Linked DNA regions of Mus musculus: region 2 is linked to region 1. A link is a contact called in public promoter capture Hi-C data. All regions are on one chromosome and are shown on one strand. The core of a region is the stretch at or near the end of the contact, and the rest is flanking DNA. Distances in the headings are between cores, read along the strand shown. Region 1 holds the start of Stat5b (signal transducer and activator of transcription 5B). Region 2 holds the start of Rab5c (RAB5C, member RAS oncogene family).

The links. Promoter capture Hi-C pulls out the DNA fragments that hold promoters and counts their contacts.
Region 2: a contact with region 1 is called in a promoter capture Hi-C map of pre-B cells, with 5 times the contacts expected there. The contact joins the promoter of Rab5c here to the promoter of Stat5b in region 1. A contact is called at or near these places in 11 of 39 promoter capture datasets (the 3T3-L1 cell line, the C10 cell line, the HPC-7 cell line and 7 more), 1 of 15 datasets of contacts at CTCF or cohesin (the NIH/3T3 cell line), 14 of 484 Hi-C or Micro-C datasets (the C2C12 cell line, the G1E-ER4 cell line, bone marrow-derived macrophages and 8 more), 18 of 115 datasets of contacts at active chromatin or transcription factors (the 230-238 cell line, CD8 T cells, the HPC-7 cell line and 12 more) and 3 of 9 other capture datasets (adipose tissue, liver and pancreatic islet).

What each region holds. Positions count from the first base shown.
Region 1 is chr11:100,848,721-100,854,231 of GRCm38.p6, forward strand. Stat5b (signal transducer and activator of transcription 5B) reads right to left here and starts at 1,861. Exons shown (of 19, transcript NM_001113563.2): 1 at 1,679-1,861.
Region 2 is chr11:100,736,534-100,742,365 of GRCm38.p6, forward strand. It overlaps Rab5c (RAB5C, member RAS oncogene family), which reads right to left and starts at 1,682. Exons shown (of 6, transcript NM_024456.5): 1 at 1,545-1,682. It overlaps Kcnh4 (potassium voltage-gated channel, subfamily H (eag-related), member 4), which reads right to left. Exons shown (of 17, transcript NM_001081194.2): 16 at 4,760-5,465; 17 at 3,845-4,088. The coding sequence ends at 5,070.

The sequences.
Region 1 (5,511 bases), core at 611-3,110:
AGATTGCTACCAAGAAAACACATAACAAACCACTCAGAGGCCAACCAACAGAATTCCCCAGCTGAAAAGGCTCAAAATCAACTCAGTGTCCCCAAATGAAATGAGAGAAACATGAAATAAATAATCCATAAGTAAAATACATCCGACGGACACTGTAAACATCAAACAACAAAAACAAATGAACAATAGCATGACAATGGATAAGAGGCAAAGGCCCGTATCCTGACTGAATGATAATCAAATTATGTGAGATAATGCAGACTCAACAGCTGAAAGCTTATTAAGGCACCGGCAACTATCCAATAGATTTGGAAGCCCAAGATACAAGCAGATGATAAAAGCCACTGCTACAAGGCTACACAAAACCATCGGTCCAGTGACACCCTAGCCTTTTCAAGGGACATTCTCTGAGGATACTCTAACAACAACCTATAGAGTCTTACTGAGGCAAACATCTACTTCACTGCACAAGATGGGTCCTTGTGGGTGTGAGTCCATAAACTACTAAATATAAACACACTTGTGACCTGAGCTGGCAGCTAAGTCCATCTATCTGGGCCTCAGTTTTTACAATGAAAGAATGTAGTATAATCCCAGGGGTGGAGGCTTCCCAAATCGAAGATTCTATAAGCCAGTTTGCCACTATTAATTTAATACAAGTTCCGACCCACAGCGAGACAAGCACAAAAGTGGACATAGGTCCTTGAGGAAACGAATGGCCTCTTTTTGCCTTTAAAATCTTCTGGGTCTCATTAATCCCTGCTTTCTAAACGCTGCCGTTTGTTCTTCGCCTTTTCCATCACTGCTGGCTACAAGTGTTTGCAAACGCCTCCTGCTCCAGACAAGTCCCCCCCCCCGCCCCCTTCTGCTACCCCCCCCTTGATCACTCTGACCATCTTGCCAGATTCCTTTAGACTCAGACCAGCTTCTGTGATAAGACAGCTCTCCTTCCGACTCCCCATATCTACCCCCGACACCAGGATCACTTTTTTTTTAACTCTTTAACCTTGGCTAGGAAAAACAAGATAGAAAGAAAAGAAAGGAAAAGAAAAGAAGAGAAAATGAAAGAACAGCTTGCCCGCATCCCACCACCACACATTCAAGCCCAGGCCTGGCAGGTCCTGATGTGGGACCCCGCAGCCCAGAGCCTTATCAAAATGTTCATATTTGTTGTCTTGACTCCTTATAAGGCACTATTTCTTGAAGCTTTGCTGATACCCCCCACTCCACTGGGTACCTTCGGCTCATCGTTTTCCCCAGAGTCTCGGGCACCCCCCCCCCCCCGCTTTGGGGAGCACATTATAATAAGAGGAAAAACTGGGAGACAGCAGGGACTCTTCAGAAATGCAACAGGAAGGTGTGAGGCGGCCGACAGCAGTCCCCTCGCTCCCAGGGGATCGGCTCTGTCGGCGTCCCTCACACACCCATCGTGACACGCACGCGCCAATACTTTTCACGGTATCCACGGCGCCCCCCTCCGTGGCCTCCGCGCGCCCCTCTCGTAGCCACCACCAGCGCCCCGGGCCCCTCTGCAGCCGCCCGGCGCGGCCCCCGCGGCCTCCCCACGGCCCCGGAGCGATGGCGGCGGCTCGGCCCTGCCCAGCTTCTAGACAGCAGGAGCACGGGGCCCCGCCCGGGCTCCCGGGCCCCCTGGCCCCGCGCAGGGCGCAGCTCCTACCTCGTTCTGCCCCACCAGAGCCAGCGGTCTCTCCGGTCCCGCACGCTCTCTCGCACGCCCGCTCGCTCCCTCCCCGTGCAGGACCTCCGCGCGTCGTCGCCCGCGCTCGGTCCCCGCCCGGGGTGACGGCTTGGGCCGCCGACTCTCCTCCCGCCGGGGCCCACGGGGGCGCGCGCCGCTCTCGCGCTCAGGCTCCGGGGACGCGCGCCCGCCCGTAACCCCGAGCGCGCCCCGCTTCCTGGTTCCTGCCCGCGCGCGCTCCCCAGCCCCAAGGTCCCTCCGCGCCCCTGCGCGACCGCCCTGCGGGGCCCCGGAACCCCCTGCGCGCAGTGGAGCGCGGGAGCGCGCTCGGCTGGGCCTGCGCCGCGCGCTCCCGCTGCAGGCCGAGCCCGCGCCCAGCCGCCCTGGACACCCCCTCGAGGCTCCGGGACCCCTAACACATGCTGTTTTGTTTGGGTGGGAGAGATCCCCGTTTAAGGGCACGAGCGGCGGTGGTCTTGGAGATTGGGACACCCCCTCCGCGGCCCGCCCACCGCCCTCCCGCCGGGAAACCAGGCCCGCGTCCTCTAGCTCTCAGGCCGAGGGCAGAAGTCCATAGTAGCCCCGATCAATAATTATCCCGAGCTTGCTCCCTGGAGGGAGGTTTAAACCAGGGCCCCTGTCGCACTACCCCGATGGGCACAGGCAGGACCGGGCCAACTGGATCAGTGGATTGCCCCTGGGTGAATCTATGGGGCATATGGGAGACGCCTTCCTCCCTGGGAATTTTTGCTGGTAACTAATCTTGGTTTTGGGAGTGACAGGTTTATCCAGGGCCGTCTGGGTTCTCTCCAGGGGTAGAGGGTCTCTACTACCCTTTCCCCAATGTTGGGGAGGGTTGCTGTATGTGTGAGAGAAAGCAACCTGAGTCACCCACTCTCCCGCGCTCCATCTCCCCAAGCTGGCCAGTGGTTTCCCTGGCAACCCTCCAAGGGCCAACCCGGCCAGCCCGGAAGCAAGGCACATCAGTGGTACAGAAGCCACAGCTGTAGAAACCTCAGCTGCAGGGGCAAAAGAGGGAGGACCCCTTCCCAGCACAAACACACGGAACGTCTATTCTCTACAGTCACCTACAATTTGTCCCGCTGAAAATTTTCCTAGCCAGGCAGGATCGAGAGGCAAGCTCTTCTATGATTCTCTTCCCAGCAGCCTTCCCAGGCACAAAGGTTTGGGGGTGTTAACTGATCACAAAGCCCTTCTGCTCCTGCCCTACAGGCTGGGCCAACACCTGACACAGTGCTTGGCACAAAAAAGAGGGAGAGAGCGTGGGGGCTGGGCCAAGAAGCTGGATGGGATGGAAATCAGCAGCTCTGGGCTTCCCCTTCCCCACCTTTCCTCCCCCCACCCCCCCACCCCACAGCCAGCTTAGGACGAGTTAAAACTTCAGGGCACATTTCTCTGTTCAAGCTTCCATACCTGTAAGCTATCACCTCTCCCAGAAACACACTCCTGGCCTTTCTGTGTGATGCTCGCTCTAGGGCAGTGGTTCTCAACCTTCCTAACTCCGCAACCCTTTAATATAGTTCTTCATGTTATGGTGACTTCAACCATAAAATTATTTCCGTTGCTACTTCATACCTATAAAATTTGCTACTGCTGTTTATCATAATGTAAATAGCTGTGTTTTCTAATGGTCTTAGGTAACCACTGTGAAAGGGTCCCTAGATCCCCAAATGGGTCTCAACCTACAGGTTGCTCCTGCTCTAGGGCCCAGAGTCTAGGCAGTATAACTGTTACCCTCCTGTTTCTCACCACACACTTCATACCATGCCTTATCACCATACCTCTTGTGTTGAAGAACGATTTCTTGTTAGCATGTGTCTCCTCCAAAGGCAGACACAATATCCTGTTCACCTTTAAATCCCCCCACCCACACCCAGCCCTGTGTAGACACCCAGTAAATATGCTATACCTTGGAAAAGGAAACTGCAAGGACTATGTACATATCAAGAGCACAAGGTCCAAAAGCAGTCATACCATTGTGAACCCTTTTCTGCCTTGTTCTCTGTTTTCACTACATAGCAATATCAGTACTGTCTACCTCATGGCGTCCCGAGAATCAAGTGAGCTAAGAGATATGAAATAGTTCAAACCCTGCCACCCACTATATTTATGCTAACTGTTATAGTGGTTAATAAGAGCTAGGATTTAAATTTCTTTTCCTGAGATTGGGTAAGGTCTAGGACTCAACTCAGCTACTATAGCTGATGACCAACAACATCCAAAAGGGTGTCACTCCATTGAGAAAACCACAGCACATCTCTGACTGCTCACTAGGTAGCCAGTTAGTTAGTCCTGTGTTTGGAGCCACAAAGGATGGAATGTTCTGTGGCTACCTCAGCAAAACAGAAAGCTGTCATTCCGACAGGAAGAAAAGTCCACCATCCTCCTCCGTATTTGAAAATGCAGATGGATCCAGATACCTCCTCTTTGGATCGAAGGACCATACAGCTTCTATGTTGGGAGGACACCAGCCTTGGGATACAGAAGTGCTGAAAGGAAATTGAATAGAAAAGTAGGATCTTGGGAAATTCCAGAAAGATACCTGGAGGTGTAGAGATGACCACTGAGGACAGCTCTCAGTCCACTCTGACCTGACCAAGAGAGAAAGAGACTGCATGGAAGGAAGAACCCCAAGGCCTAGCTCACAGCCTATGGCTGTACATCCTGCCAATTCTCAGCCAGGACTAACTGGAGCCTCCTTTCGTCATGATCGGGGATGACCATGTGGCCGCCACAGAGAGCAGCTCCTTCATTTCACATCCTTCCTTCATAGCCACGGGGAGATCATGAGACTATTTTCTTGAAATGTATTTGAAACCACAACCACAACCTCCTTCAACCAGAGACCAGAGTTTATGTGGTTTCCCTGTGAGTACTTCTCTGGATCCCAGGAATCAGGCTGGCCCTGGGGATCCACCTGTCACGCATTAGCCAGGGAAGGACTCTCATGGGAATTTCCCTTCTATGGTAGAAGGGAATGAGAAGTCAGATCAGGCCCTTAGAGCAACAGAGGAGGCTAGACCCTTAACAGACAGGACAGGAGAGACCACAGAGCTCTTCTAGGACCTCTGGAAGCTGTCACAGCCAATGCCTCGTGAGGGGCTCTGGTGGTACACGGGATTGCTTCTGCCCAAGACTTAACAGCTAGATTTTCATCCAAATTTCAGCCTGCTTTGCCAGCTTGTCAGCCATGTGTCCTTGCACAAACTGCTTGACATCCCTGAAAGCCTCAGTTTCGCCTCGTGGATAAGTCAACATTAGGGGTGAAGTGAATACGATCTTTCAGGGCACATGCAAGACTCTAATAACAGTGGGTGTCCTACCAGAAAGGACATGAAGAACAGGGAAAGGAGACCCCCCAATTGCTCTCTGTCTGTCCTTCTGGACCGTGTGCCTCTTATACCATGTACAACATTAGTTAAATGGATGTTTTTTGGTTTTAAAGGAAAAAGGGAATGTGGCTGGGTATGCAGAGGCAGCTATAAAGTCTCAGGAGGATCACTGCAAGTTTAAGTCCAGGAGGGAGGGAGGGAGAGAGAGGAGGGGGAGAGGGAGAGAGAGATTGAGAGAGAGAGATGAGATTGAGAGAGACAGAGAGAGAGAGAGAGAGAGAGAGAGAGAGAGAGAGAGAGAGAGAGAGATTGAGAGAGAGACCAACTAAGCACGTTGCCTGGTTTAAGGAAAGGCATGTAATAAGAGTGTGCTTTCTTTTCTTCTCTCATCCTACTCCCAGCCAACTTTCCGGGTCAGGAGGATGCAGATTTTTTGCTGAGGGGTGGGAAGGCTTGGGA
Region 2 (5,832 bases), core at 432-2,931, 110 kb before region 1:
CAGAGAAACTAGGCTAGCTGAATCTCTGAGCCCACAGAGAGAGAGAGAGAGAGAGAGAGAGAGAGAGAGAGAGGATTGATTGATTGTTATACTGACTGAACACCGGAAACTGTCCAGAAGTAGGTTGGAAAGATCTCAAAGCAAAATGTTTAGCCTTTGTGTAGTAAGAAAAGCATCTTAAGTTGATCAGATCTCAAAAAACCAAAAAAAAAAAAGTTGATCAGAGATGCCCAAGGACTGAATGGCTTTCCCACTCTTCCTCCACTGCAAGACAGCAAGGGTCAGCTGTGGCTTCAGAATCAGGCTACTCCTCAGGAAGGCAGTCTCTAACCTGTACTTTGGCCGCATAACAAGAGAACCTTCCAGCTTGGTCAGAGATACCAGCCATTTCACACACTTAAGTCCCAAGGAAAACACAAGAATCCTGTGTCAATACAGTAGGGGAACTGGCACTTTCCAGCACACATAAGCAATTCCTTTACGGACGAAAACTATACCTGCCACGGTGATGTGGACTAACTGCTCTGTGAAAAAGTCCAAGCCAAGAGGGGAGTGGAGACTCTGGTGAGGAATGGACCTGTTGCTCAAGTGTATAGTGGTGTGTGATTCAGGGTGGTTAAGAGATGGTGCCTCAATTTCACACTACTCCTATTTGGTCTATTCTCCACCCCTATAGATAAGCAGGCAGCAGTCTCTCTAAGGAAACCACTCACATGCTCTGGAAGGACAGGGCTGGGCCTGAAGCAGGGGGGAAGGAGGAGGGGAGACAGAAGATAATGAATGGGCAGATCCTCCCTGATCTGTGATCTGTCCCTAGGATTGAGCAGAGCTCAGCTAAATTCTTTAGAGGCAGGAAGACGAACACACACTGAGAGAACTTAAGACAGGGCTGGGGGCATAACGTGCAGTCCAAGGAGAAGGCTGCCATTCCGTCTAAGTGACCCAGAATTCAAACTCTGCTGAGGTCCTCGTAAGCTCAAGAGGAAGTAAGGAACTGTAAGCGCGCAAAAACACTTCTGTGCGTGTACAACACTCTCATTCCGACATCCCCCCCCCCCCATCCCCGCATCTCCGAAAGGAAATCGAGATAAAGATAATTTCAGGGCTGCAGGGGGACAACTGGGTTTTTGGTTGGGATTGGGGAGTGGGAGGCGTAGAACACAGGAAAGGAAAACCAGGAGAGACAGCACTCTCCGTCACCTCTAAAAGAGAAGGGGGACAGGTTCCTTCGCACCTGGTAAAGACTCTTTGATTTTGAAAGCTGAGGGGGTGGGGAGCGGAACTTAAGAGTCCCTCTCTCCCACAAGTGGACTGGACAGGCCAGAGGAGAGCCTCAAAAGACTCCCAAAGGCTCCCGAAGGACAGGTTAGCGAAGGAAAGAGGAGCTCCCCCTTTGGCCTGACGCCCTGGTGAGCCCCTAAGAGGGGGCTACGGGTCGGGGGAGGGGTCAGTGTCCCCCTAAGCTAAGGTTGGGCAGGAGGAAAGGGTACCCCAGGGAGGCTACCACACAAGTGAGACACTGGCCCTGGGACAGGCACACTCACCGCGGCTCCGGGCAGCAGCGTTACTTTGGGCCGGGGCTTCCACAGACTCCGCTCCTCTCCCCCCCACCCCCGGCGGTGTCCCAGGCTCCGGCCTCCACTTCCGCCTTTCAGCCGCTCCGGATCCGGATCTTCAGCTCTGCCCCGCCTCTCTATATTCCCAGGTGACTGACAGAAAGAACAGACCAATGGGAGACACTCCGATCCTACCCACAATCAACGCGGGAAAGGAGGGAGAGTGCGCGCGAGGGATGGCGGGACTTGTAGTTCTCCGCACAGGGAGGAGCCGGGGGCTGCCTGGCACTTGGGTTTTGGGTGGAACCGGCTGCCGGTGGGGCGGAGCCGGTCCAGGCCTGCTTATCGCGTCACTGCCAGTTCCAAGTGCCGCGAGGGAAGGCGTGTGGCTGAGCTTTCCAAGAGAGCAGACAGAGGGCTGTTCATGCAGAATTGAGAAAGGAAAAATATGATGTTCACGTAGCCGCGCAGACCGGTCGTGTGCCCTCGGCAACTTGGAGAAGCCAAGCCCGCCCAGGAGGCTGATTGTTGAGGACATTCTATTATAGGAAAGGCGATGGAGTCAGGTGTAATGGCTCGATCCGAAGGCAGAGGCTTGCAGATCTCTGTGAGTAACAGCTAGGGTTATGTAGTAAGATCCTGGCTTAAAAAAAAAAAAAAAAAAGAAAAGAAAAGAAAAAGAAAAAAGAAAGAAAAAAAAAAGGTGATGAAATCTCTGAGAGCTCTATAGAATGGGCTCTCTGGGGGCTAGCGAAACGGCTCGACAGGTGAAGATGCTTGCAGCCAAGCCTGACTGAGTGCCGTGCCCAGGACTCACATGGAGTAAGACAGACTCCCACTAGTTGTCTTTTGACAACCACCCATCCACCCTCCCTCCCGCTAAATACTTGAAGAAATGTAATTTTTTTTTTTTAAAAGAAGGAGTTGTCTAGAGGATACTAAATGGTTGAAAAGGAGACCTGCTGCTGCCAAGGGTTGCTCTCACTCTCTCTTCCTTTCACATGGGCTCTCACTATGTAGTCCTGATTGGCCTGGAACTTACTTTGTAGATGGGTTGTATTTGAATTCACAGAGATCCTCCTGCCTCTACTTCTGGAGTGCTGGGATTAAACACATGTGCAACCACCACGACAGACTAAGCTTTCTTTCTTAGGCTCTGTTCCCAAATATACCAGACCCCCTCATCTCCCTCACTCTGCCCCCAGTCAGAATTAGCGCTCCTTCAAAGACTACCTGTGTTCTCTCTACCCGTCACTATAGATGAAAACCACTAACCCTTCTACCACAGGTCAGTTCTGTTTCTGTTGCTTCTAATTCCTTCTGTATGAATTAGGACCACTTTTTGTTTGTTTGTTTTTTGTTTTTTGTTTTTCGAGACAGGGTGTCTCTGTGTAGCCCTAGCTGTCCTGGAACTCACTTTGTAGACCAGGCTGTCCTCGAACTCAGAAATCCTCCTGCCTCTGCCTCCCTAGCGCTGGGACTAAAGGCATGCGCCACCACGCCCGGCATGAATTAGGACCACTTCTGTTTAACCTCATCCTCCAACACTGGCCTCTTTCTGCATCTCTCTCCCGGGGATACTACTCAAAACTTTTATAAAATCAAAGCCCACCCCCAGAGACCATGTAATGCCTAGGGCATGGAACAGCATCAGTCATACCCTGAAAGTTTGAGCTGAAGAATAGACCTGTCTGGGACAGCCTGCCACAAAGCTGTGCCCACATCCAATTTCATCTTTATCACCAAGGTGCCAGTTTCCTACAACATATGCACCATATGACATGCACAGACCTACACAGAAATGTAAGCTAAGAGAAGACAGAGCTTGGGAGAGTGAATTCTTAGCAGGTTCTTAACTGGTGACCAGCTCTTTTCTCCACCGACCTGCCCACTATAACAACACTATACCTAGCTTAATATCAAATACCTATCCAGGAAAGAAGAGTTCCTTATTCAGGAGGGTAAGAAAATTCCTGGTATTTCTTTCTAAGGCTAGAGAAATGATCCTGATCAGACGTCTCTCCCACATAGTGTGTATTTGTGGTTGTAACTGGGTGGTAGGGAGGAAGGAATGTAACAGGCCCTTAGCGACTCATTAAGGTTTCTCCCCTTATCCGAGGAGTCCCTGGTGGCGTGAACATGGTGCCAAGTGGATTAGCTGGCGCCTTTGCCCTACCTAGAGACAGCAATAGGGCCCTGGGGTACAGTGGGGTGTGTCTGCTTGCGTTAGCTCTTTCAAAGCCCTGGGGCTCTCAGACTAACCCCCAGAAACAGACAGAGTCAAGGTCTACAAAAATATATGGATTTATTTTTTTTTTATCCAAAAGTGCGCCTGGGTGGGGCATTGAGTGAGAAAGGAGGGCTGGAAACCAGAGAGGGCTTGGGAGTTGCCCAGACCCTCCCTGAGGTTGAGACCATGTTGGGAGGGAGGGGATGCAGGTTTGGCTGATGTTGGGAGGTGGGACCTGCAGAAGGGTAATGCTAGAATGCTTTGAGCTGCTGACAGCAGAAGGAACCACCTTGCATGACAGCCTGTAGAGAGACAGAAACAGATGTTGACAGGCCCAAGTCAAGAGTACGAACAGACATTATTAGGACCCCCTTGGCGCCCACTCTAAGACAGGGATTGCAAACTGAAGAAAACAGAGGGACCAAACAAATAAGGCAAGCCAATTGGACATTAAGAAATGATCAACAAGCAGGAGACTGAAGAAATGGGGACTATTTCAGATGAATGTTGGCTCTTGATAGCCAGACATTGTTGTCTTTTTTTTTTTTTTTCTTGAGAAGTTAGAATACTGAATATTTTGTGGTTCTATCTGGAGTTCGATGCTGGTAACTAACTCAGAGTTTGAAGAAGAAAAGAAGTGTTCTGAGAGCCAAAGACACATCTGGAGCTCTCAGTTGTTTTTTGTGTGTGCCATGGGGTGAAGTGAACTCCTTCAGCTTGGCTGCTGGCAGGAGGCCTAAGATGTCCTGGGCTTCTCAAATGATGGCTAGAATCTCAAACTCACTCTCCTCAAGGTGACATTATTCTCAGGATCCTCTGCAAAGGACTCAGAATCTGGGACAGAAGAGCTCCATAGTACTATAATGTCATCTAGCCCTCTCACTCTAGACCCTGCCTGGTCTAACCTCAAGCCTTCCTTTACTAGGTTAGACCTTTGCTCTTGACCATTCTTCTGTTCCCAGTCCATACCTACCTCCAAGTCTTCGGGAGAAAGTAAGACATCTCCTCTGCGTAGCCCAACAGGGCGCCATGGTCCATTTCATGCCTGCTGGATTCCATGGCTTCAAGTGACTCCCCTCCCAGAAGAGGAGGATGGGGGATGGTTTAGAAAATGGAACGGGGTTAGATGTGGCCATTCGTTGTTTAAAAAGTCCAGAGAATCCAGAGCCAACCAGTCCAGCTGGCAGCTGCTGACCCCAAGGCAAGAGGCCAAGGAGCCCAGCGCCTCCCTGGATGGCAGGTGGTAAAGCCTACCCCAGACAGGCCTAGGCCCAAGGCCAGGGTCAGTGGAATGTGTCTGACCCAGACTGGAAGCTGTGCTTCAGGAGGCTTGGGGTCAGGGGAGGAGCCTCTGGCGCTGGAGAGGGTCCCAGAGGATCAGGTTCCGAGGGATAGGGTGGTATCGTGGAAGGTCTCAGCTCTGAGGGGGTGGCCCCTATCTCCACTGTCCCAACACTGGCTGGACAGTGGACTACAGCGAGTGTAGTATTCTGGAGACCAGGTGGTGGTCCAGACATATGAGGAGAGATGCATGGTAGTCTCTGGTGGGGGCAAGGAAGGTCTGGGAGCCAAGCTGGACCAGCTGTGTGACTTGGGGGTCCCAGCCTGGCCTGTAAGAGACCCATCACTTGCCGCAGCTCCCGGCTCAGCTGAGACACTTCCTGATTGAGACGGGAGATCTGTTGAAAACATAGCAAAATGTCTCATGGATGCCTTAGCAGTAACCAGGTCACCCCTCATCCCCCACGCTACAGTTTACAAAATTCTTCAACCACTGTCGGCTCACAGCCACCTGGGAAGAAGAAAGAGCAGGAGCTATAATAGCCTATGAGTACCCCAATTTATTTCCAAAACGTTATTTGCAGCAGTGGATACTGCTGTTCCTATGTCTCTATTCCCTGGCTTTTTATGTATTTAATGTGTGTGTGTGTGTGTGTGTGTGTGTGTGTGTGTGTGTGTGTGCACTACTTGAGTGCAGGTGTTCTTCTTGGCCAGAAGTCAACATTGGATAACTTCCTTTTATTCTCTATGGTTTTGTTTGTTTGT